Linked DNA regions of Mus musculus: regions 1 and 2 are each linked to region 3. The links are chromatin contacts, called in public HiChIP or PLAC-seq maps. All regions are on one chromosome and are shown on one strand. Each heading gives the region's core, a stretch centred on a gene start, on an enhancer-like site or on the middle of the called end of the contact. The rest is flanking DNA. Distances are from core to core; before and after follow the strand shown. Region 1 overlaps Fmn1 (formin 1). Region 2 holds the start of Arhgap11a (Rho GTPase activating protein 11A). Region 3 holds the start of Katnbl1 (katanin p80 subunit B like 1).

Region 1 (2,984 bases), core at 136-2,635, 1.0 Mb before region 3:
CCTATCTCAAAAATAAGACTGCAAAATCAATGGATACAAAGACTTACCAGATTTTATCTAATAGTTATAAGATATCCCACCCAATAATTGGAAAATATGTACTCTTTCCAGACATATGTAGAATGTATAACCAACTATTTGAAAATTAAAGAACATACTTAACCTCAAGTGTTAAAATCACAAGAAAAAGTAGAGGAAATTGGGGTCACAATTAAAGTGGAATTCATAGGAAATATATAGACCTGCTCAATACTGAATGGTACTCCCTAATTCTCCTAAATGTTCTTTTGGCTAGGGGAATGTTGCACACGGTGAACACATCGTTAACCTAGAAAAGATCATATGCTTTCTGAACACTGCTATTGAATTCCCCTGCTTTGCTCCCAGGAACCTTTCAGTCTCTATGGTTAGGCATATGTTGGACACTGATCTTGAAGAAACAAAACCAGCTCCAGAGAAAGAGCTCTGAATGTATTAGCGGTTCCTAGGAAGACAGGCCTTCCAGCTTACTCTACAATGAAGTCCCAAGCCAGAATCTTTACAGACATTATCTGTCCAAGTTAGCTTGTGGTTCCAGTGGCTGCCAGTTAGCTGAGAACTTCTAACACCACAAGCAAGAGGCTAGAGAATAAAAGGAGAAACAGGCTGAGTAATTCCACACTTACTGCACCCACAAGATCTCTGAGGCTGCTGTTTTCCACAGTCATACCTCCTACTGATTGCTGCTTTTCTATTCTGCAGTTCTTGTCAGCTTTCTAACAATGGAAATTTGTTTCCCTTTCAAGCCTAGGAGTGTTCCTAAGGGCCACCCACTCATGTTAGTTCCTGGAAACCCATAAACCTGGACTTGTTTTCTTAACTAGGTCATTCAGTTCATACATAGCCTCTAAAAACTACCTTCAAGTTTGGACTTACTAACTCTACTCTTTAACTTTCCATCAGGAACTCTGACAAATATTGGCGCTGGCAATGATATCTATTTCCTGCCTTCTAACATGTTCATATTTACTAATGCACATAGGCCCTTGCTGTCTGCTACCCACGGTACTCATTTAGAATAATAGCGATACTGTGATTGGTCCATCCATTCTCCAGTGAGCTATCAAAGTGATCAACCCCTTCTCACCTTCTGTTCTGACAGAGAACGGGAAATTGACATAGCCCCAAATAAGGGAGGGATGTAGTTAAGTATACTACTTTCTTTCTCAGGTGAAGACGATTCAATTGGTACAAAAGAGAAGCACAATAAATAAATCAATAAAGGCACAAGACCAGAGACCTCCTCAGACATATTTGGCAGCAATATCACATCTGAATAACAGCTACAATTGGCATCCTTGTGTAACTGAGCTTACAAAAGGCTAGCTGTTCTCCCCAAGTTACCTAGAGTCCTGACTAACCCTAAAGGAATTCCAGTGGCGAAGTGCTAAGAATGAATCACCATCTCTGCACCATTCCAATCTTTGACGCTGGCACAAATCTCTTCGGGTCCTTTATGGCTTAGTGTATGTCTTCAAGAAACAAGGGAAATAATATGATGCTTTCTTTCCCAGAACACATAGGTATAAGGAGTTCACACTCATGGTCAAAGGAATGGTTCAGTAGGCATATTCTCAAATTCATTTTACTTGCTTTTAGGTATTTTTGTTGTTTCTGATTCTCTCCTTCAATGTATAATATGATCCAGAAAACCAAACCAAACCAACCAAACATGGACAACAAACCATTGAAGCAAAAGAGGAGTTTCATGTAGGAGGACATTGGAGAACTCAGGGTCTTGTCAACATGTTTTGTTCAGCTAAAGTACCACAGATTCTTTTCATTACACCTTGGATCCATTTGCTCAAACATGAAGCTAGTCCTAATCATGTTTAATTAATTAGCTTGCTTTTAGCATCACACCAATATTTGAGTCCCCTCAAGGGGACTGTTGCAATCATCAGTGTGATTTTGCTATGTCTTTAGGCCATTATTGCACCAGAAAACACAGCTCCGATTTAAATTGCATGTCAGCAGAAAAAAATCAATGTACTAAAAGAAAATTGATTCCATAAGCCAAAATCTTTATGAAGGCAACTGATCCATAAAGTGAGTTAAAACTATACTAAGAACAGAATTGAATTCTCTTTCTTGGCCAAAAAGGACTTATCAATGTATTCAAATTCATGATAAACATTCACTGGGAAAAATTACAGTAAATAGGAAAATAGGGATCTTACAGCCTGAGGTTGATGAGAAATCATAAATCAGTACAAGATTGTCAGCAATGCTTCAGTGTAACGAAAAGGGTTGGGCTGATGGGTGTTGTAGAGACAAATGTATCTATCAGGAGTCGGGCTTTTATTGTGGGCTCACATGTTACACAACCAAAGGAGAATTATATAGGCCAGTGGTGAGTCTGCTGATAAACACAAGTTCCAAATAATTAATGCTCTCTTCCCTTATTTGAAATGAAAATGTACAGATGAAGGGCAGGAATATACCCGATTCCTGGGGAAAGCCACGGGCTTGCTCACACCCAGGGATGGGGTGGGGTGGGTGAATGACTTTTCAAGGGACTCAGCTTTGCTCAAGCCACGGAGAAACCAACTGGCAAAGGAAATGAGAACACATTGCTAGGGCAACAGGCAACAAAAGTCTATTCCTGCAGCAATGCCTTCCAGCTAATTTAATCCTAAAATAGTTCTGTAATTTGCCACAGAATCTAGAACAGCATGCATTACTGAAAAGGATAAAACAGTAAAGGAACGATTGGATAATTTCATGTAAATTACTAAAGGTGTTACTTTGCTGAAGAGACTTGACACTATTTTCTTTGCAAAAAAAAAAAAAAAAAAGAAAGAAAGAAAATTGTTAGATCGTGTCTATTTTTAAAACAGTGTAAATTTGAGTCTTAATATTTGTACCCTTAAAAGAAAAATCAATGAGGAAGTTGGGGAGGTAGCTCAGTGTGTAAAAGGCCTGCCATATAAGTATGAGGACCC
Region 2 (3,186 bases), core at 620-3,119, 1.5 Mb before region 3:
TGTCAGTTTGGTTACTTGCTTTGCCTCTTGACCTAGGGTTGACTTTATTTAGCTCTGGATTAAAGGTGTGTGTTAGGGCTGAGCCACACCACAAGGTTTTTCTAGTTCACAATCTTGGGTTTCACAATGTGTTCAAATACCCTGAAACACTTCTGCTTCTCTGAAACCTCTTGGGCTGGGCCATCATCATCTACATTGCTCTCAGCACCATTGTGTTCCATGTTCCCAATAAGAAGACCCAGTAATATCCATTTCAAATGTTCAACTACCTTTCTAGTCCAAAGTCCTAACATCTACCATATTCCTATAACAGCATGGCCAAGCCTGTCACAATGATACCCTACTCCCTGGGACCAACTTCTGTTCCCAATTAGTTACTATCAGTGTGATGAAGCACTGACCAAAAGCAACATGGTGAAGAAAGAGATATTTAGCGTTATATATTCACATCACTGTCCATCATTGAAGGAAGCCAGGAAAGGAACTCAAACAGGACAGGAACCTGAAAGCAATAACTGATGCAGAGGCCATGGAGGAGTGCTACTTCCTGATTTACTCATTATAGCCTTCTCAAACTGATTTCTTACAAAACCGAAAACCACTTGCCCATGGATGGCACCACTCACAATGGGATGGGTCTTCCCCATCAATTACTTAGTAAGAAAATACCCTACAGCTGGAACGTGTGGCATTTTCCTCACTTGAGGTTCCCTCCCTTCAGATAATTTTAGCTTGTGTCAAGGTGACATAAAAACTATCCAGTGCATACATACATGGATGTAAATAGAAAGCACTATTTAATATTCAAAAGCTAACCTAAGCACCTTAAAAGGAATTCTTAGCCATCGAAGAACCAGAACAACGTGGCCTAGAGAAGGATATACACAACATAAGTTATTTTTATAGTTATGACTGAATGCATACACATTCTCTCTCTCTCTCTCTCTCTCTCTCTCTCTCTCTCTCTCTCATGTGTGTGTGTGTGTGAGAGAGAGAGAGAAAGAGAGAGAGAGAGAGAGAGAGAGAGAGAGAGAGAGAGAGAGAGAGAGAGAGAGTAGGATTACTGGTGTTTGGAAAAGGAAAGGCAGCTCTGGGAAACAAGAGGAGAAGGTGATGTCATGCATTTAAATCAGACAGCTGAGGTTTCAGTAATGGCAATGGCAAACAGGACTTCTGGTCCTTTAACCAAGTCCCACAGAGGTAAACTATTGCTGCAGCTGCCTCCTACAGCTCCGTATTCCTCCACTACTCTCTCGTGACAAGTCATCTTTGTTGTGCTTAATTACCTTAATTACCTTATGTAAGAAAATTTAATAATACCACCAGTCTCCCAAAGAAGGACCAATGGCTCACAGTTCCAATTCCCTTCTAAGACCTTGGGTCCGGGTCTCAAAAACAAAACAAAACAAACAACAACAACAACAACAACAAACGGCGTTTGTGATTCATAACTAAACTTGACTCCTCCCGCCTTCCGTAGAATCGGTTTTCCCTATGACGGGACCTTTAGCTTTAGTGGAGAAATGAAAGGGCGGAAGTGGGGGGAGGTTATGAGCTGTCTATTCGGATCTCCGAAGTATATTGTCCGAAGAGCAAAGCAAACATATTTGAACACGTTTTTGACATTTTTCTTCCAAAGAAATAGGCAAAGAGAAAGAGGAACTCACTCTCTTCACATTTCTTAACCCTGATCTCAACGCTCGCTGTGCTTTCGGCTTTGCCGGAACCTTTTAGACAGGCAGCTCCTGGCCACCCCAAAGGGTCCTCATTTTGAAAACAGGAGCGGGCCAATCGGATGCGGAGCGCTGTTTGGCGCTGGCATTTGAGCCACTGCTCAGGTGCGGTCGCGTCGGGTCTGATGTGTGCCGAGAAGGTGGGGCGCTGGCGGAGCCGAGTCACTAAGCTTTAGCGGGCCGGGGCCACAGGCAAGGCTGATGGGCTAGGGGAAAGGCTGCGTGTGAGACGGGGTGACGGCGGGGACCAGCCCGGGCAGGGACCGGGACTGGGGATCCCTGAGCAGCCGGCTGGCCCGGCTGGAGGGAGTAGCTTAAGGTTGCATTTCCATCTCAAGAAATCAGAGCGGGGAAGGCCACCCTGCGGGGAAGAGGATAAGTGGAAGTGTCCGGAAGCGAGAAACTAGCTGCAGGCGTTAGTCTGGGGAAACGGAAGAGTCAGAAAAAAGGGAAGTTTGTGGAAGTAACTGACAGGGCTGAGCGACCCGGAAAGAAGGCTGGTGGAAGTGAAACAAGAGTGAAGAGAGGCGCGAGAGAAGAAGGTCTGTGTAAGTGGATCGAGGGAAAGTGGAGGAAGAGTGCCAGAGGTGGCTGGAAGGCAGCGGAGCAGAGCGAGCCTGAGGGCGTTTGGCAAGTGGAAGAGTTGGTTGGTGGCAAAGAAAGTCAGGACCCGGAGTCGGCCTCGGAGAGTAGGCGACGTGTTCGGGATGTGGGATCAGAGACTGGTCAGATTGGCCCTGCTGCAGCAGCTTCGAGCTGTCTATGGCATTAAGGTCAAGGGTGGCCGCGGTCAGTGCGATCGCAGGAGACATGAAACTGCAGCTACGGAAATAAAGGTAAGTTACAACGTGTTGGGACAAGGGCATACCCATTTTATTCTGGATAAGAAAGACACGTGGTTAGAATGCAGTCTCGGTGGTGATGATCAGACGTGCCTCCCTATGTTGCCGTGGGTTTTTGTTTTGTTTTACAGTGCTAGGAATAGGATACCAGGCTCCCTACTTAAATACTGTGCCACCGATCTGGTAATCTGTCGTGTTTTAAACAAGCAGTATGTGGGGGAGGGGAACACACTATCCTGTCAGGCTGGGGTGGGCAGTCAGAACATTTCAAACGAATCATTAGGGAGACAGTCAGGCCAAGTTTAGAAATAGGCTTCATAGGATCCTTCTGTATCCAGCAATTTACGAAGAGGCCTGCTGCCCGACATTTTCGCAGTTTCTGATCTCTTTAGCAGAGTAGACATTACCCACCCAACATCAACATTTGTCCTTGACAAAACAAAGCTGTTTTTTTAACAAGCAAATTGAGAAACCAGAGTTGGTTGAAGTTTTTTGTTTTGTGTTGTTTTAATCACTCACTTTTGCTAAAGTCTCAGGATCCTCACCTCCACCCCCTGCTCCCCAGTTACTTTTGTGTGTGTGCACTGTTGGACCCATGCCATGCTATGCCA
Region 3 (3,091 bases), core at 465-2,964:
TTTTGTAACTAATCTCACACCAAACTAACTTCCCTAATACCTGTTGCCTGGCACATTTCTTGAATATAGCTCACTGGATCCAGTACTGTGCTGGACACTGAGGCAATAGAAACCTCAGTAATTGCTGAATGAAGTTTCAAGGTTTCCATATGAATAAGTGCTGACTACTGAAGGTAGCTTACTCTTGAGGTGTTTCTCTGCAAGGTGTTATGAAGTATACTCATTCCAAATACAAAATAGTGTACCCAGTTTTAAAGAATCATGTTTCCAGCTGTTCTCTGGTCTCTGAAAAGTGAAACCATAAACCTTATTTCTATTTATCTTAGAAACATTTTTTTCCCTCAAACACAAAAATTAATCGTGGTCAATACGAGCAGGGAATGTGGTTGGTGTGTGGATTCATTCATGTGTAGTGTACACAGAGGCGTACGCACATAAATATCTCCGAAGCTCAAGCAAATGAAACAACACTTTGGACATTAGTAAGATCAAGGCAGAGGAGGCGGCCCTGTGGCTTTGTGGAGCAAATAACTATGTAACCCTACCTAAGATGACTTCCCCGTGCCTTTTTCCCGTGTCAAAATGATGATAATACTACCTATTCCAAAGCAGCACTCTTAAAACAACTCTTAGCACACAGAAAACAAAATAAGTAAGTTATTACTCGTTATGGCTTATTACAAGTCCAGCTACTATCCAAGCAAAAAGCCTCCATGCATAAACTTCTGACTTGAAGAAGCTGATTTGAAAGAGAGAAGAGGGCTGGAGAGATGGCTCAGCCGTTAAAGGCTAGGCTCACAACCAAAAATATATGAGAGAGGAAAAATCCTGAATGATTTTGTATAAAGTTTCAGATATTAGGTGGACTGGTGTCTCAGCGAGCTCGTTAAGTACGAAATCGGCAATAATTATAGAATTATCTCTTCCAGTTACTTTTTTCTCCAGATCTGCCAAGAAATTGATATAGCTGTTTTCAAGGGACTTTAGAAGCCAGTACAAAACAAATCAACTCTTTGTTATCTCCATGCCTAAGCTCAGTTAAGCACCTAGGTACAATTACGGAATAACTTTTCAGAAAGCACAACGAGGTTTTAAAAGTTGCAGTCAATGATTCTTATGCGGCTATGTCAAGTTTCTGTCCTTAGAAACAAAAGCCGATCTGTCTGGGACTCAAAAATTCCTCAGAAAAATAAGGAAATGCCTCAGCCGGGCCTAGGCTGCTCTGGGGAAAACCTGTCCTCGCAGAGCAATCTTCTCACGCGCCCCGTCTTTCCCCGTAGGGTGCAGATGTCGACTCCACCCGAAGATAAATAAATGACAGTAGGTTTGATCCATGCCTCTCCTGCCAGGACCCCCGAGGCCTGCAGCTCCAACCTCCAGACAACCGCTCGCCCGGGGGCTCCGCGGGAGACCGGGGGCCCCACCCGCCTGCGTCCCGCCCCGACCCCGCCGCCCAGCCCCGGAAAGGCCGCTGCCGCGGGGCCTGCAGGTGGGCCCGGCCAGCTGCTCAAGAAGCCCGCCGCGCGAGCAGCAGCGAAGGCCCCAACCGGGTCCGGCCGTCACTTACCGGCGCCTCATGGTACCGCAGCGCCCAAGCTCAGCCACTGTGCTGATGAACCGCTCCCGGCAGCTCGGAGCGTCCCTCGGATCCCCAGCCGGGCCCCACTCACAGCCATTCAAACACCGCCGCGCGCGGCCCGCCGGGATAGCTACCCCGTGGGCGGCCAGCCGGGCCCCACCCAGCTCAGACTCCGCCCCCTCGGATGCCTGCCGGAGGGGGACCAGGGTGCGGGGCGGCGGCGCCCCCTCGTGTCCACAGGTGCGTCCGACGCTTTGCCACAAGAACAGTGGACCTGCGGGTAAGGGACAATCTACACGTGGGGCAATCTGCTGTTAAAATCGTTCAGGAGAAGATGAATATTCATTTTCATTTAAACCACCAGGGTATAGTGGTTAAAAGCGTGGACTCTGGAACTGTGCCACTTTGGACGAGTCACAAAACGGTGTGCTTTTGAATTCCTCATCTGTAAAATGGAAATGAGGAAAATGCATCTGCCTCAGTATTGCTGGGGATAGCAAATGGGTTAATACATACAAAGTAATTTGGAGAGTATGTGGCTCCTGGTAAACACTACATAATTTCTGACTGTCTTGTTTTCTGTTACGTGTCACACTTCCAGAATCTCTTTTAACAATTTTTATCAACTTTATTATTTAAAAAAAAAAAAAAAACCGAAAAATTTGCAACTCCCAGCACCCTCCCTACCCAAAAACTCACAGACTGCTGCAACAGTCTTCAGACAAATGTGTATAATATAGGTCCTCTCCTCAGAAAGCAAGCTCAGTCTTCTTCGGTTGGGAACAAGACTATAAGATTAGGATTGGGCCGGGCAGGGTGGTGCACGACTTTAATCCCAGCACTTGGGAGGCAGAGGCAGGCGGATTTCTGAGTTCGAGGCCAGCCTGGTCTACAGAGTGAGTTCCAGGACAGCCAGGGCTACACAGAGAAAACTAGTCTCGAAAAACAAACAAACAAACAACAACAAAAGATTAGAATTGGTTCTGCCCCTGACATATTTTTAGTTACTGAGGGCAATTCCCTTGACCAGAGCCTGCTCAGGTTAAGCCACTGGTCAAGGGTAGCAAAGATAAGACTAAGTTTGTCTTCTGTGGTTGTTGTCCCCAGTACAGCAGCCAAGCAAGTAGGGCATTTGATGCAAGTCTTCCTCATACATCCCGTGGCTCACTTTTTTATATGCTCCTGAAAGAACTCTTAGGTCTTAAGGAAATGGCTGCTTAAGTTAAGTTCATCAACATGTTTAAGGATTTCCTATGCACCTAGCAGACTTGTCTCCAGGTGTTATAGACAACAGGAGGTGGCTTGGAAAGTCAGAAAGAGTGGTATTTGCAATACACCACACTGAGTGAGGTCATGAAAGCTATATTCTAAACGATGTGGATATTCAGAGCTAAGAGGCCATTAGTTAAGTATAATGTCATATATTTGTCCTCTGCAACAACAGGGCCCTAGCTTTAATCAAAAAAAAAAAAAAAAAAAAAAGTAACAATGAAAACATTGAAGCAGCCAGTT

What was found. HiChIP or PLAC-seq counts read pairs in DNA pulled down with a chosen protein or histone mark.
Region 1: an H3K27ac HiChIP or PLAC-seq map of the NIH/3T3 cell line shows a contact between it and region 3, with 4 times the contacts expected there. The contact joins the enhancer-like site here to the promoter of Katnbl1 in region 3. A contact is called at or near these places in 2 of 39 promoter capture datasets (the 3T3-L1 cell line and embryonic stem cells) and 5 of 115 datasets of contacts at active chromatin or transcription factors (the NIH/3T3 cell line, astrocytes, bone marrow-derived macrophages and 2 more).
Region 2: an H3K27ac HiChIP or PLAC-seq map of embryonic stem cells shows a contact between it and region 3, with 5 times the contacts expected there. The contact joins the promoter of Arhgap11a here to the promoter of Katnbl1 in region 3. A contact is called at or near these places in 2 of 39 promoter capture datasets (the 3T3-L1 cell line and embryonic stem cells), 5 of 115 datasets of contacts at active chromatin or transcription factors (astrocytes, bone marrow-derived macrophages, embryonic stem cells and 1 more) and 1 of 9 other capture datasets (liver).

What each region holds. Positions count from the first base shown.
Region 1 is chr2:113,419,327-113,422,310 of GRCm38.p6, reverse strand. All of the region lies in intron 2 of Fmn1 (formin 1), which reads right to left. Among named protein-coding and RNA genes, the nearest start is that of Gm13963, 29 kb to the right of the region's middle. Within about 2 kb of position 1,385, at least 74 of the 459 cell types and tissues checked have an H3K27ac peak or open chromatin away from gene starts, as enhancers often do. A contact at or near this core is called in the NIH/3T3 cell line and astrocytes, where this site is marked.
Region 2 is chr2:113,847,344-113,850,529 of GRCm38.p6, reverse strand. It overlaps Arhgap11a (Rho GTPase activating protein 11A), which reads left to right and starts at 1,869. Exons shown (of 12, transcript NM_181416.3): 1 at 1,869-2,569. The coding sequence starts at 2,441.
Region 3 is chr2:112,377,834-112,380,924 of GRCm38.p6, reverse strand. It overlaps Katnbl1 (katanin p80 subunit B like 1), which reads right to left and starts at 1,714. Exons shown (of 10, transcript NM_024254.3): 1 at 1,568-1,714. It also overlaps a transcript of Emc4 not described here.